Regions from separate parts of the Rattus norvegicus genome. Here regions 1 and 3 are each linked to region 2. Evidence: chromatin contacts called from public Hi-C data. All regions are on one chromosome and are shown on one strand. The core of a region is the stretch at or near the end of the contact, and the rest is flanking DNA. Distances in the headings are between cores, read along the strand shown.

Region 1 (4,746 bases), core at 472-2,971, 310 kb after region 2:
TTTTCTTAAAAGCACAATCTTACTGCTTTTGCTCTTTTCACTCAAGACCCTTTCTCTGTGAGTCTATCTGGCACATACTGTTAATTCAGTCTTCTAGGTGAGGGGACAGTACCTGGAGGCACTCCTGCTGGTACTACTTATCAATCCTACTGTTCTGTTTCCTAGTCCCCTTCCCTGCAGAGTGGGGAATTTCAGTAAAAGTGTCAAGAGCCACAAGGAACCTCGGCAGTGTCCACATGCTTCATGCTCTCCCTGGCCCTTGGCAGTTTTCATTTAATATGCTGGGGGAGGGGGTCATGGTAATTTGCATATTTTACTTTTTCCCTCTGCAGAATCTATAATACTATTGGTTAAAATTAAAGCATATCTTCAAGTGTAATGATGAGACTAGGGAAGACAGAATAGTCGTGTCTCTTGTTCAGAAGGCAAGGTTAAATTGGAAAAAACGGGGGCTTAGGAGCACCCCTTTTACTGCAACCCCCTTGGAGCCCCCCTCCCTTTCTCTCTCTAGTCCCACACACCATTCTCTAGAGCAGCCTTTCGCTAGTTACTTATGGTGGACACCTGCCTTCTAGCTGTGTTTGGCAGGCCAGCAGGATGAGGTAATAATCAGAAGAGAATGTTCTAGTTCTCTGGCCTCCTCCACGTACAGCCTTACTCAAAACAGCTCTCTGCGGGTGAGAGCAGAGTGGCTTGGAGATCCCTCTGCCTAACGTTCTGTGGAGGCCTGAAAGAACAATGGGAATATAAATGTTATCTACCTTGGCCCATCCTTTCAAACCGTTTACTTACAGATGTGCAGGGAAACCAGAGCCTCGCATTTATAAACACTTCGCCCCTATTTTCTCCGAGCCCAGCCGTCATCTTAAGCACTCTTCTCCCTGTGTGCTCTCTTTTTTTCCTAAGAGCATATTTTGTGAAGGATTTCTCCAGGGCAATGGCAGTCTTTGTAAGACAGACGCCCAAAGGACATATGGTTTCCATACATTTTCTGTCTAGACTGGCTCTATTTAGTGCCTCTTGGTCTGAACTGGTCTAGTTAAAGTTTGTGCAGGAGCTTGTATAAAACTTTTAGATGTGGGCATACCATCAAGGTGTAAAACAAAAACTTTGCCTTCATATTGGCAAGAGAATAGAAGGGGTCGGGTCACTGGGTGCTTTCCTTCAGGTGAAGTTGTTCTATCATGTTGAACGTCCGCTCACCCACCTCCAAACACTGCCCAGAATACAGGGTAGCTCTCAGTCTATAAACTCCTCACTGTTTTCTTGAGTAAATTGTTCATTGTGCGTGCGTGCGTGCGTGCGTGCGTGCGTGCGTGCGTGCGTGCGTACACGTGCACGCGCGAGCTTGTGTGTTTGAAAGCTCTAATTCCTTCTTTACATGGCCCAGAGGACCTATGATTTCTTGCCCTTTTAGCACCAATTTTTACAAACACAGCATTTTTCTGACTTGAAGGAGAAGAGAAAACCACCCAACAAGCCACTGAGTAAGGGACTTAGCCATTTGGCATTTCGGTAGCTCCTTCAACCAACAATGAAAATTCTGTTTTAAAATGTGGTTTCTGAGCCAGTGTTCAAGGCTGCTCTAGAAACAATAAGATCCTTTCAGAAGGAAAGAATAACTTCTAGGCTTGCCCAGAAGTCAGCTTCGCTCCCTTCTCTTGCGAGAGCCCCAGCCCTGCCTGTTTAACTGCTTCACAGCTACAGGCTCATGGCAAGGAGACACTGTGGGACACTGCACGTGTCCCTCCTCCCCCAAGTGCTGTCGCTTGGCCTCTGAGCATGTAACTGGTCTTCCTCCTCACGTATTTGTTCACTGGCATGGCAGCTCAAAAACAATGCCCCTCTGTTTTGTTTTGTTTTGTTTTTTTCTTTTGTTTTGGTTTTTTTAAATGTTGAGCTTCAAAGGTATATTAGAGCTCCCCCTGCTGGATGTTTTTGAGAATACTGTTGTGTAAGCCAACAGTACACTGCAATTCTTTGTCTCCAATTTTTGCCATTGAAAGGGCAAAAAAGTACTGTGTGGTGCACTTAAAACTGGCCTTTGACTCAGCAGGTGTCGTTTGGCAGGAGGGAAATATTGCTACAGCCTTGTCCTTTCTAAATCTTCAGACTCTGTGCATTTATTTTGTAACGGTAAAGCAATTTTTCAAAAAGAATTTGCCTGCTCACAGCTACCCTCTCTGAACCAGTTACACAGTTACTCTCTCTGAAAGTACCCCCTTCCTTGTCCTATACCAATGCCTGGAAGGCAAGAAGCTCTCTCTCTCTCATCTTTCTTAAAGCGGAAGTGAGTGAAGGTGCAGACTGCTGTCTTTTCCTTCCTTGCTCCTGCCCTTTCTTTTCCATGACTTCAGAGACAGGGGATTGCATACCCTGGAAGTAGAAACCTCCACTTGGGATAGCTGCTTCTGGGCACCTCCTTCAGAACCTCACTTCCTTCCTTTGGATGTTAAAGTCAGGTCCTCCCTCTCCTGGAGCCTGAGGTGGGAGGGAGATGAGGGCCCGGAAGAGAAGGGAAGAGGAGACAGAGTCAGAAGGAAGATTTTTAGTCCCTACTATTAATGGGAGTGGGCTCTACAGTACAAAGTCCCAAAGGGGGGAGGAGAAGATTCTAAGGAATAGGAGAAAGAGGAGGATGGGGGGGATAAATTTACTGTAAGGAATGCCATGCCACCTAACTTAATTCAGTGGCGATATGCTGCAAAATGCCCTAGCCCTGTTTTCTCAGGCTCTGTTCTTAAGTCTACTTCTCTCCGCCTTCTTCAGCCCCTTCTTTTCCTCGCCTTACCTGTTGCTAGTGATGTAGTTCAGAGGCCACTGTAGAAAATAAAATATCACATCTAGTCTTGTAAACACCACAGTTTCATACAACTAAAGGTTCTCTAGGTCGTTTCCTCATTTGATCAGGTCAAAACAAGTCACTGGTTGCTTGTGACAAAGGGTGGGTGACACTTCATTTTCTAAATAGCAGCACTTGTCCCGGCTTGCTTTCTTTGTAGGCATCCATTCCTATTCCTGGAGTGTCAGATCTGCAACTTCCCAACTTCCCGTGTTCTAGAATCACGCCCCACCCCCAACCCCCTCTCTCTGTCTCATGCGCACGCGTGCGCACACACCAACTCTAGGCTAGGACTCCAGGTGTCCCTGCCACTCTCCTAGCAGACCTTATGTGAGCATTTACCTGCTGTTGTCACGGCTCGCCTGACTCTGTCCTAACAAGAAAGCCTTCCAGAAAGTAGCAATCTTTATGTCCATATCCCTGTTAACATCCTGCCCTGTAACGCACACCAGGGAAGAAAAAATGCAAAATGAGTTGACCTGCAATGCTTAATCAAAACTTACTTTGGACGCTGGCCCCCAAACCGTGTATTTTACAAACCAATATAAATACATTTTTATTTTCGGTCTACTGAAAGAATTCGGGTCACTGCTGTTGTAAAATGCCTTTCCAACATCTTCAACTGAGACAGAGTTAGTGTGAGAGGGATATCAGCATCATAGCTGTGAGGGAAAGCTACATCAGATCTACTGAGCAAGCTACATAAACATTAGCACAGTTCATTTTATTTCTATTTACTCCAGAGACTAAGTATTCAATTAGTACAAGTTAATGTCATCAAATAAAGATTGTGAAGAGTTTTCTCCTCATGTGCTCATTTCAAGTCCAACAACCTGATTCACGTTTTCCATGTATATTAGTGTGTGTATGTATGTATATATGTATATATGCATTTACGTATGTATATATACATATATATTATAAAAGGGCTTATTTTTACGGGGGACTGTATGTCACTTCTCGTATTTAGTGAGTGATCCAATCTTTTTTTTTTTTTTTAAATTTATTCATTTATTATATATAAGCACACTGCAGCTGTCTTCAGACACACCAGAAGAGGGCATCGGATCTCTTTACAGATGGTTGTGAGCCACCATGTGGTTGCTGGGAATTGAACTCATGACCTCTGGAAGAGCAGTCGGGTGCTCTTAACCGCTGAGCCATCTCTCCAGCCCCGAGTGATCCAATCTTTAGACCCAATTTTGTGTACGCTCATACACCTACTACAAACAGCTCTTGGACAATGAGCTTGATGACGTTCCTCAAGCCACAAAAGGCAAACTCTGTGCCACAGAGCAAGTGCCTGTATTACTGTCTACAATAAAATAATAAAGTATCTTCCATTTGAACAAAGTCCTGAGCATCACAACATTTTCCTGAGTTGAGCCCAACTCCATATAAATATACAATACTTACTTTAAAAATTGCCAAAATAATCTAAATATAAGTGGATTACCTGCACCTAAAACACTGCATCCTGCAATTGCTGTCTAGCATGAACATTCAGAGGAGGGTGTGAGCTTCTGGCCTGTCGTTGCCTTGCCATTTCCTTCAGAGGCATACTCCCGTCTGTTAGACTCACGCACGCAGTCAGTCATGATCTCCAAATCTTCACCCTGTCCCCATCAAGTGCCAAGCTGTGCTATAAGAAAAAGTGTAAGAGGAGCGCTCACTCCAGGGTGGTTCAGATGGGGGCTGGGGAGAAGGCTCAGTAAAGTGCTTACTGGATACCCAGCGCCCACACTTAGAAAAAGAAAAACCAAGCATGGTGGGTGGTGTAAACCTATACAGTGTTGGGAAAGAGGGGACAGGAGGATCCCTGGGGCTTACTGGCCAGCCAGTCTAGCTAACTCAAGGAGTGAAAGTGATCAAGGAAAACTCCAACACCAACTTCTGTCCTGACT
Region 2 (4,779 bases), core at 777-3,276:
AAGCCTTTGAAATCTCCTTTGACAATGGCTTTTTGAGATCCATCAATTCAGGCCTTGCCTCTGCCAGCAGGAGTTTATTCATTGATTATTTTAAGCTGCCTATTTGCAGAACCAAATGTGAAGAAAAAGAAAATAGGCCTCTTCTCCATTTCTGGTATGCTACCTCACTGAGAGAGGACTGGGCTGCCTTTGCAGAAGTACAGTAGGAAAGAGATGCTTTATGACTAGTTTTTAAAAATTAAAATTATACATACATATTCCTTAAAGTCACACACATACATACACATTTAAGATATATTTATTATATTACATATTAATATTACATATTATATCGCATATATACATATATTTATATTTGGCTCCATCCCTCCTGATTCCTGATTCCCTGTTCCCGGAAGTACCCACTCAACCTACATAGCTGTTGCGGTTGGTATTTGCGTCCCTGTCTCTAATGTAATAGGCTCACAGTGCTGCTTCTCGGAATTTAAAAGCTTTGCACTTTTATTTGACTTTGTAGAGCGGAGGAAGAAAACCTAAAAGTCACTCTTCCATATCTAAGTGCACTTGAACAGAGGTGCATATTTGATTCCAAACCCAAAAGAAGAAGGGAGGAGGAGGTATAAAGCCATACTGAGTCATTTTATATTTACTTAAAAATTACATATAATATATGCATATATGTTTAATTAAAATTATGACGTTTCAGGGGACAGCGCTCCTCCCCAGAACTATTGACTATCCAACAAAAACCTCAGTGGCAGGCATGAAAAACCCTTTGAGTTAATGGAGTGGGAGTTCAAGAGACCTCCTCCCCCAAAAACCAATATAGGCTATTGCCATTGGCCTTGGTGGCTTCCCGTAAAAAGGGGTGCAACCCTACTGCAGAAGATAGCACAGGGCTCCTGGTTCTCACTTCTTCAAATCACTCCCTTGTTTTGTAGGGTACACACTTTACAAGGTACCTAAAAAAATAAAAGGAGCTTAGATATTCTTGGATTTTGTGAGACTGTAGTAAGATTTTTTCCCCACTCTGTCACATTTATTGATAAATGAGACCCTAGGTTATTTTTTTCCTTCTGAATTTTGAAACAATTTCTCTGTTGCTTTTGGGTTTCCAGTTTGCTTCTGGGAAGAATGAGATGGTTGTGACTCCCGACCGTTTCCATGCGGCTTCCTTTTTAAACTCATCTGGCAGAATTTCTGGAACATTCTGTTTCTAGTGGTTTGAAATCTGACACTGATGTGACAAATTGCTTATGTTCTCACTTCGTGCTGGGCACTCAATTTCTAAAATCATACCTTTCACTTCTGGGACATTTTTCTTGAATAGGATCTTCTCAACCCCAGACTGTTTCGGCACGGGCTCTCCTCTCTGGGACACTAATTGTGCAGGCATCCTGTCTTCATAGGCATTTGTTTCGTTTTTAAAGGTATTTTTTTTTCTGGGTGATTCACCAACCACATCTTCTGACCGCTGTGCTAACATTTTCACCTCCACTTTATCTGAGCGTTTCTACGGTGTTCGGTTCTTTACGAACCAAAGGCTTCTTTTGCTGCAAGGATACTAATAAAAACAATGAAAATTCCTGTCTCGTTCATCCTTTGCCTTGTGTGTGTAACTTGGAAAGTCACAATGCTACATGACAACTCTTTTCATTCATGGTGGGATGCATATGCACGAGAGTGGTCTTGTGAGATTGTTATGGCACTTTAAGATTCTTAGGGCCCAGTGACATCATCATCTTCAAAATACCACAGTGAAATGCCTTCCTCATGTTTGTGGTGATTCTGCTGTGAATATGCCTAGTCCTCTATCAGTGTAAGGAGGGTAGCACGCGTTTGATCACCTATGCACAGAAAGCTTTGTCATAGTATGACTGGGTCACTGATTTATTTACTAAGAGCTACTGTCTTTCTCCTCCTAGTGATGACAGGGGCTGGGTTATAGCTCAGCTGGTAGGGCGCATGCCTTGCCTCACAATTCCTGAGTTTGAGCTCCAGAACTCACATGCAAAAGGCCAGGCATAGTGTTGTGTGCCTGCCAGCCCAGCGCTGAGAAAGCAGAGACAAATGCATTCCTGGGACTTGCAGCCTGACTAGCTCAGCCTACTTAGTTCTAGGCCAACAAGAGAGCTTATTGGTAGAGAAAAAGAGGGGAGGGTCAATGATGCCTGAAGAGCAATACCTGAGGTTGTTTCTGGATGTCCACTTGCGTGCACACGCACGAATGTGCACACCCCTACACACATGTGCATGCACATATATCAAGTATAAAACCTTATCCCACCTTAGGCTGGCTGCAGTCTCACATCTCAGGCTAGTTGTGTCTCTTGCTTATATTGGGAGGCCCAATTGAGATACTACACCATGCCACTTACTTTACATAAATATATTCTACGATGATTGCATCAAAAACTGTGATGAATTCTACACACAACACATCTCTCAGAATACATCCCTGTGATCAAGTGAGACATGGCTATATTTAGATGTACTTTTGTGACTCAGCTGATTTTCTCTCTTGGATGGAAATTATTTCCTGGATAAGTGGGTTTGTAAGCCCCCATCCCCCTTATTACACAGATAATCAGCAGGCATGTGTGACCGCAGACTGGAAGCAAAGAGAGCCATAGAGAAACAGGGATGCGAAGGGCCTGGATTATGAGCCTTACATGTAGCGCTGGGACACTTGAGCCCCTAGAATTGGTTAGGTTTTTTGCAAACTGTATGGTGAGAATTGTGCTTGTTTCTGATCCAGGCCTGAGGACCATTGGCGTTATCACCAAGCTGGATCTCATGGATGAAGGGACGGATGCCAGGGATGTACTAGAGAACAAGCTGCTACCTCTCCGCAGGGGTAAGGTACCGCGCTTTCTCCCCGCCTGCCTTTGATAACATGGCAGAGAAATGACGGGCAAGCCACAGGGAAGCTTGGCTCTACTGCTTCCTCTGTTAAAAGGGAATGACTTATTGTTGGCTATACTTCATATGGAATGGCACACTGCTCCCAAGTGTTGTATTAAAGAACATTTCAGGAAGAGAACTATGTCTTAAAATAACAGGAATCGGAAAACGGGAAAGGAAGGAGCTCAAAGGAAGGTTATAAATATCCATCCTAGGCTACATAAATACACACTGTTTTGTATTGAGTATATTTACTTGCCTGCTATGTGATACAAGAGGTGAGATATAGTTCCTTAAAGCATGCAAAGCTCTAAAAGGTGAGGGATAGTATCCTGTCGATGTCAACAATCTATCAATAGCCAAACCAATGGCATTTATTGAACAGCGAGGTCTTGGATGGAATGTTGTCGGAAGACACAGACTTTAGGCCTTAAAACTAATTTTGCCTGTTAGAGAGCCTTGACATTTCTCTGAATGAAATGGCAGGAAGTGTGCCAAACCCCATGGTTTGTATTTCGTTTCAGGCTATGTGGGGGTGGTCAACCGAAGCCAGAAGGACATAGATGGAAAGAAGGACATTAAGGCAGCTATGCTGGCAGAAAGGAAATTTTTTCTCTCTCATCCAGCATATAGACACATTGCTGATCGGATGGGGACCCCACACCTCCAGAAGGTCCTGAATCAGGTAAAATTATTTTTTTAAGCAGTAAGTGTAATTATGAAAGGTGTAGATTACCAGAATGAACATTTCTTATTATAAAATTTTATTTTGTCCAGGTTAAGATTCACTCTGCTTTTAATAATTTTCAACATTAATCGTTTAGATCCACACTCTTACCATTCTCAAGGAATCCGCCTCACTATCCAAAGAAAAACCACACTGATTTAGGAGCAGTAAACAGGCGACACACACGTGAGCATGTATCCACTCACAGTACTCAGCATCTTAAGCTAAACATACACAGATCTGACAGGGTAGCCTTTTAGGATCTGTTTCAATGTCCAGCTGTGATGGTTATGTTAGATTCTTCCATTAACTGTTTCATAGTTTTATTAAATCTTTATTGGTTTTTTAATTTAAAATATTGAAGCAATAAATCTTGATGAAGTAATCATTGATTTCCACTAACCTAAAACATCTTTTCCAGATAACACACTTACTCCAAATCTATTTATTTGGAGTTGGCATTCGGCCTACCCTCTTCTCTGCATCACATACATCATTCCCATAAGCCCTCAGTCCACTTGCTTACACATCTTCTCTCCATAAGGGAATTGAACATCTTGGCAAGCATGGGTAGTCATTGAAAACAGGCTTCCTTCTTGAGTTTCCATTGCATTGACTTACATTCTGAGTTGCTTCTGTCACAAATATCCTAACAGTTTCTATATGAACTCTTCTTTATGAATGTGGTCTGCCAATGAGTCAGTCATGAATGTCCTGATTGTTGGCTCCTTGGTGGAATCAGAGGAAGTTGTCATGGTAACAGTAGCTGATACTGTGTCTGGACTACTTGGGTAAAACAACTGAGAAAGTTTTAGAAAATAAAGACCAGTAGTATACATTTAAGTGATGTAACAGACCACCATAAAATTCATGCTTTTTAATGAAGGGGAAATGAGCATTTAGAAGCCACGAGGCAGCATTTGGCTGTATCATTTAAGACACCAGTACATTCTGAACAGCTACACAAGTTGGCCATGTAATAACCACAGTATTCTTCTACCAGTGTAGCCAGTGTTAGTAACATTTCCTATGTTACTGTTTCCATGCTCCTATTGGCGTAAGTAAACTAGAAACAGAATGAAAGCTATCTTAGGGAAAAATCTACTAATATGCTAAGAAATTCAAAGTTAGAAATAAAAAAAGGTTTT
Region 3 (4,582 bases), core at 1,624-4,123, 330 kb after region 2:
TCCTTTTGTTTAACAGCATATCTACCCATGCTATTAAAAAAAAAAAAAAAAAAAACTTCTGTTTGCACCATATGTCACGTGTACATAAAAACTTTTATTTTTGATCTATGTCTTTAATTAAAAAAATAAAGTATTCTATATTTTAAAAATTACATGTGTTCCATTTCTTTTCCTATCGAATAAAGTCTCAAGTTAAAAACAATACACTTATTAGAGCCAGGTAAGGCGAAATTCATTTATCTAGCTTTTTTTTCCGCTAATGAATATTTTAAGACAGGGTTTCAGGCAGCCAAGGCTGGCCTTGAACTCCTGATTCTGTATCCACCCGCAAAGAGCTGAAGTTATCATGTAACACCATACATAGCCCCTGAAATGTAGAGTTTACTATATTAGGAGCTGAAAGGGAAAAATTTACATTACACTGTGATTTCAGATACTCGTTGACAGAGAACGATACTGTACTGAATTAAATAAAAAATTAATGAAATTTCTTTCAACGGAATACAAAGAAAGAGAGAAAGAAAGAAAAGAATTAACATTTAGAATCTAGAAAGTCTGAATCCTTTCAACCTGCCTCCAGAAATCTCATCAAAGTTATTACTGCACCAAAATATTATTTTCCTAAAACTAATATAGGAGATTTTTAAAAAAAATTGAATATTACAGAAGAAACTGTAGGTCTGAAACGCATAAACTCACATATTCTGTTTGGCAAATTTTGGGGTTAAGAAGAAAAATCATGCTGCTTAAAATACATGCGCGACACAGAATGGAAATGTTGGCACCTCGGGCAATTTCTTCAAGATGTCGGTAAAACGCCAAAGAGAGTGGATAAGTAGAAGCTTGAGGGAAGAGGAAACTTTTTAATGCATCAGTCCTTAAAATAATAACAGCATTAAAATTTTAGGCCATAGGTCCTTCTTTTTTACTATTGCCCCCCTCACCCGCAGGAAATTAATACGAGCAGAGCGCTTACTTTTAAAGTGATAGAGTGCATTCGGCCAGTTGTGTGGCAGCTTTGCCAACGGCTTCTTATTTAATTTGTGATTTTCTGTTTTAGAGATGTACTTGGACCGAGTTTGGGTTGAGAAGGAGCTGTCTCTTCTCGGATGAGGGCCCTTGTGAAAACGCCCCATTTCACTCTTTAAAACAGAACACTACACATCAAGAGAGCAAACTAGTCTCCAGGACTCCATGTTCCCTTTACTTCACTAGGGTCCCATTTACATTTGACCCGGGGGAGTCCTGGCGCAGGAAGGCATGGAGACAATCTGGGCAGGACCTCCTTATTCTAAAAAAGAAGACCCCGTATCATTAAAACCATCTTCTCTGGATCACGAAAGCCACTTAAATAAGTTTTAAGAATTAAATTCTCCACTCAAAAATGTAAGCCAGCTTCTCGTGTTTCAAGTCGCATACCCTGGGTTACCTCCCTTCTGCTACATCCAAGGTTGGTTAATGAACAGGGTTACTGGCGAAGATGATGAAGACTGCAAACCAAGGCATTCAGCTGGCTTTCCTGTAACCCAGGGCGACTGAACTGGTGTGAAATACAGACTGTGCTCCTTTTGCCTTTCCCTTACCCTCAGTCATCATTTGACATGCATGTATGTATGTATGTGTAGATTCTCTCATGTGTGCATCTGTATATGAACTCACATAGGCCAGAGGACATCCTAGTATCCCACTCTATCCTTCCCTACCCTATTCCTTTCATTCAGGGTTTCTCACTGAACTTGGAGCTAGGCTGGTGGTCAACAAGGCCCAAGGATCCTCCTGTCTCTGCCCTACACAGCCCTGGGGTTCCATGCACACCTGGCTTTTTACATGGGTGCTCAGATAGGACCTTATGTTCTCATGTTCCTGCAGCAAATAATGTTAGACACTGAACCATCTTTCCAGCCCCTTGAATTTTACAATATCTTTACTAGATAGATCCTTACACCAGCAGGGTTTTATAGCCCTTGGCCAAGCAAAGTGTTGCCAGTGCAAGCAAGAGTTTGCTCCCAGGTGACTTTTTTTCAAGTCCTTGGTATTTTTTTCACTTTGTCTAAAATTTAAATGCACACCTACTTTTACCTGGTACTTAACATAATCTGGACATGTACAATTTGAATTGACCTGGTGAACAAGAAGAAAGTGAAATTCCAACTATATCAAACTGAAATGGCCTTAGTCTCCCGAAGTTTTATAGACAAGAAAAACAGAGGGAGTCTGGTGGGAGGAGAAGAGACTGGAATAGAAGTAAATGCTCCGATGAGACACTGGCCTGTGGTTACTGCATATGGTTTTTATTTCTTTCATAATATACACTTCCTCAACCATCGCTAACTTTCTGTCCTCACCTCTACCTTCACACTCCGCGTGTGACAGAGGAGAAAAGGTAGTACCACAGTCTTCAAGATGGACTGTAACTCAGGATGGTCAAGAGGAGTCAGTGCTTCTTTTAAAAGCCACCATATTCCCTACATAGCCATCTCTATGTATCAGATGTCTCTGGGATTCATAATAGTATCTTAGTCAGCAGGAGTACCAGAGAAGTACCAGAACCAGAAGCAGCTTGTAAAATAACCAAATAAGCAGTTATCGCATATTGTTATGATAAGAAAAAAAGCTTGGTCATCTTCCTGGGGGAAAGCATTAAGGACTCAAGTGCTGATGCAGCTAGCTGAGATCTTGACAGCATTAATCCATTTGCTCCAACCATGACCTAATGTTCCAGAAGGTAGCAATTGTGATGTCTGACAAAGAGACAATGGAATGCGTCCCGGCCAATCAAAACCCAAAGTGCTCCTTCCTAATAGAATACATGCTGCAAGATTCTGAATCATTCAAGTGTCGGAGACAGGCATCCTGGTACTGAAAGCATGGGGGGCTCTCCCACCTGCTTCGGTGTCTAACCAAGAGGTACCGCTGCAGTCTCCTCTTGACAGCACAGAGAGGTGTCTGTGCTCTCCAGTTCCTTGCTCAAAAAGCCGAGAACGCCTGAGAGATGGAGAAGAGAGAGCTAAAGGTAGGAATAATTAGACCTTCTAAGAGCAATAGCTCTCCTGAAGCTTCACCACTAAATAAATGTATGTCAACCTCAGGAAACATAAGTGCAAACAGGATTTCAGTCCAAGCTTGGGTGAACCCATCGCTCTGGGCCCGAGTAGAGGTAAGAGATCATTATCCTATGCCAAAGCGTGTTAATGTGTCTATACTGCTAATGGTACGTAGGTGCTTCATAAGATACACTTTCTCAACTAACTCATTAACTCTTCATTCCAACCTTCATCTTCCAATGTGGAGGGCAGGAGACAAAGAGAAGGAGGGACAGGGAACAACATACGTCCCTCCATGGCATGTCCCATGATTCTCTCCCCTACTCTTCATCACCTTCTAATAAGGCCATCAATTATGAACCTGTCTAGGATTAGCCCAGCTGACATCCAGGCACAGGATTCCCACATGAGCCTGTAGGGACACTTCCTGTTCAAACCATAACTATGAGGAAAGCACTGCTGTGAATGTACAGGCTAAGACATTTTAATGAGTGTGATAGACGCCAAGGCTCCATCTTATAACTCAACAAACAAGGACGATATAAATAAGGATGGATGCTTGCCCAACTATAAATCCATTTCTGTCTTTAGATGAACCACGCAGGGAGTTAAGATTGCTAAAAACGGAGGCCAGTAGAGATGCTATATAAACATGATCACCACACTTCCAATCCTCACAGCCCACATGAAAAAGATCCAGAAGCCCAACACAATGGAAGCAGTAACAATCCCTCTGGGGCTTGCAGGCCAGCTGGTACAGCCAACGTGTAAACCCTAGATCAGTGAGAAACCTGCTTTAAAAAGTTAGAGCCAACAGGCAGCCGTGGCACATAGCTTTAATCCTGGTGCTCGGGAAGCAGAGAGGCAAGGGAATCTCTGAGTTCAAGGCCAGCCAGGTCTACAGAGCAAGTTTCAGGACAGCCAGGGATAGACAGAGAAACCCTGTCTCAATCGTCGTCGTCGTCGTCGTCGTCGTCATCATCATCATCATCATGAGAAAAAGACAGCCTACATTGAGCCTTGGCTTCTACGTGTACATGCAGCATACACACATACAAAGCTGACTGAAAAGAAAAACAACTCTGCACTCTCCATATTTTAACTGGAGTCCGTGTGTGAAGAAACCACAGTGAACTTAGACCACTGCGCCATGAAATGCCCCCCACATTGGAAGGGCACAGCCAGCTGCCTTCACACCATACGATCTACCTGCTATCCTCATGGACGCTGTGGCCTAAGACTGCAAGCCACCATTCCGTTACAATATCATCAACGCCTTAAGATCAAACAAAAGCTAGGGCAATCAACAGGTGGCAGGCTGCAGGTGAGGTAAATCTATGCACTGCCACTTCCCTTACTGCTTTTAATCAAATTTCATGGTGCTTTATATCAGGTCCAGTTTTCAGCTCCAATAGCAACTTCATTGAAACCCATGCCTTTCAGTCATGACCAATTGCAAGTCAGTCATCATCCTGCCCTTGAAACGTGAAAGTCACCAAGAAGATGCTGGGGAGGGTCTGCGTGCACAGTTTAAAACG

The links. A called contact is a pair of places that touch in the nucleus more often than the background predicts.
Region 1: a Hi-C map of the A7r5 cell line shows a contact between it and region 2, with 4 times the contacts expected there. The contact joins two enhancer-like sites. A contact is called at or near these places in 7 of 12 Hi-C or Micro-C datasets (the A7r5 cell line, frontal cortex, hepatocytes and 4 more) and 1 of 1 datasets of contacts at active chromatin or transcription factors (oligodendrocytes).
Region 3: a contact with region 2 is called in a Hi-C map of the A7r5 cell line, with 4 times the contacts expected there. The contact joins the promoter of C13h1orf105 here to the enhancer-like site in region 2. A contact is called at or near these places in 3 of 12 Hi-C or Micro-C datasets (the A7r5 cell line, Schwann cells and mammary epithelial cells).

Annotation. Positions count from the first base shown.
Region 1 is chr13:76,904,481-76,909,226 of GRCr8, reverse strand. All of the region lies in intron 20 of Dnm3 (dynamin 3), which reads left to right. It overlaps LOC102554129 (a long non-coding RNA gene), which reads right to left. Exons shown (of 4, transcript XR_010057247.1): 2 at 1-4,484. Among named protein-coding and RNA genes, the nearest start is that of C13h1orf105, 17 kb to the right of the region's middle. Within about 2 kb of position 1,721, at least 55 of the 93 cell types and tissues checked have an H3K27ac peak or open chromatin away from gene starts, as enhancers often do. A contact at or near this core is called in the A7r5 cell line, where this site is marked.
Region 2 is chr13:77,214,063-77,218,841 of GRCr8, reverse strand. It overlaps Dnm3 (dynamin 3), which reads left to right. Exons shown (of 21, transcript NM_138538.2): 5 at 2,759-2,857; 6 at 3,429-3,589. Among named protein-coding and RNA genes, the nearest start is that of Mir3120, 95 kb to the right of the region's middle. Within about 2 kb of position 2,026, at least 8 of the 93 cell types and tissues checked have an H3K27ac peak or open chromatin away from gene starts, as enhancers often do. A contact at or near this core is called in the A7r5 cell line, where this site is marked.
Region 3 is chr13:76,887,886-76,892,467 of GRCr8, reverse strand. It overlaps C13h1orf105 (similar to human chromosome 1 open reading frame 105), which reads left to right and starts at 2,873. Exons shown (of 8, transcript NM_001014130.1): 1 at 2,873-3,013. The coding sequence starts at 2,993. It also overlaps a transcript of Dnm3 not described here.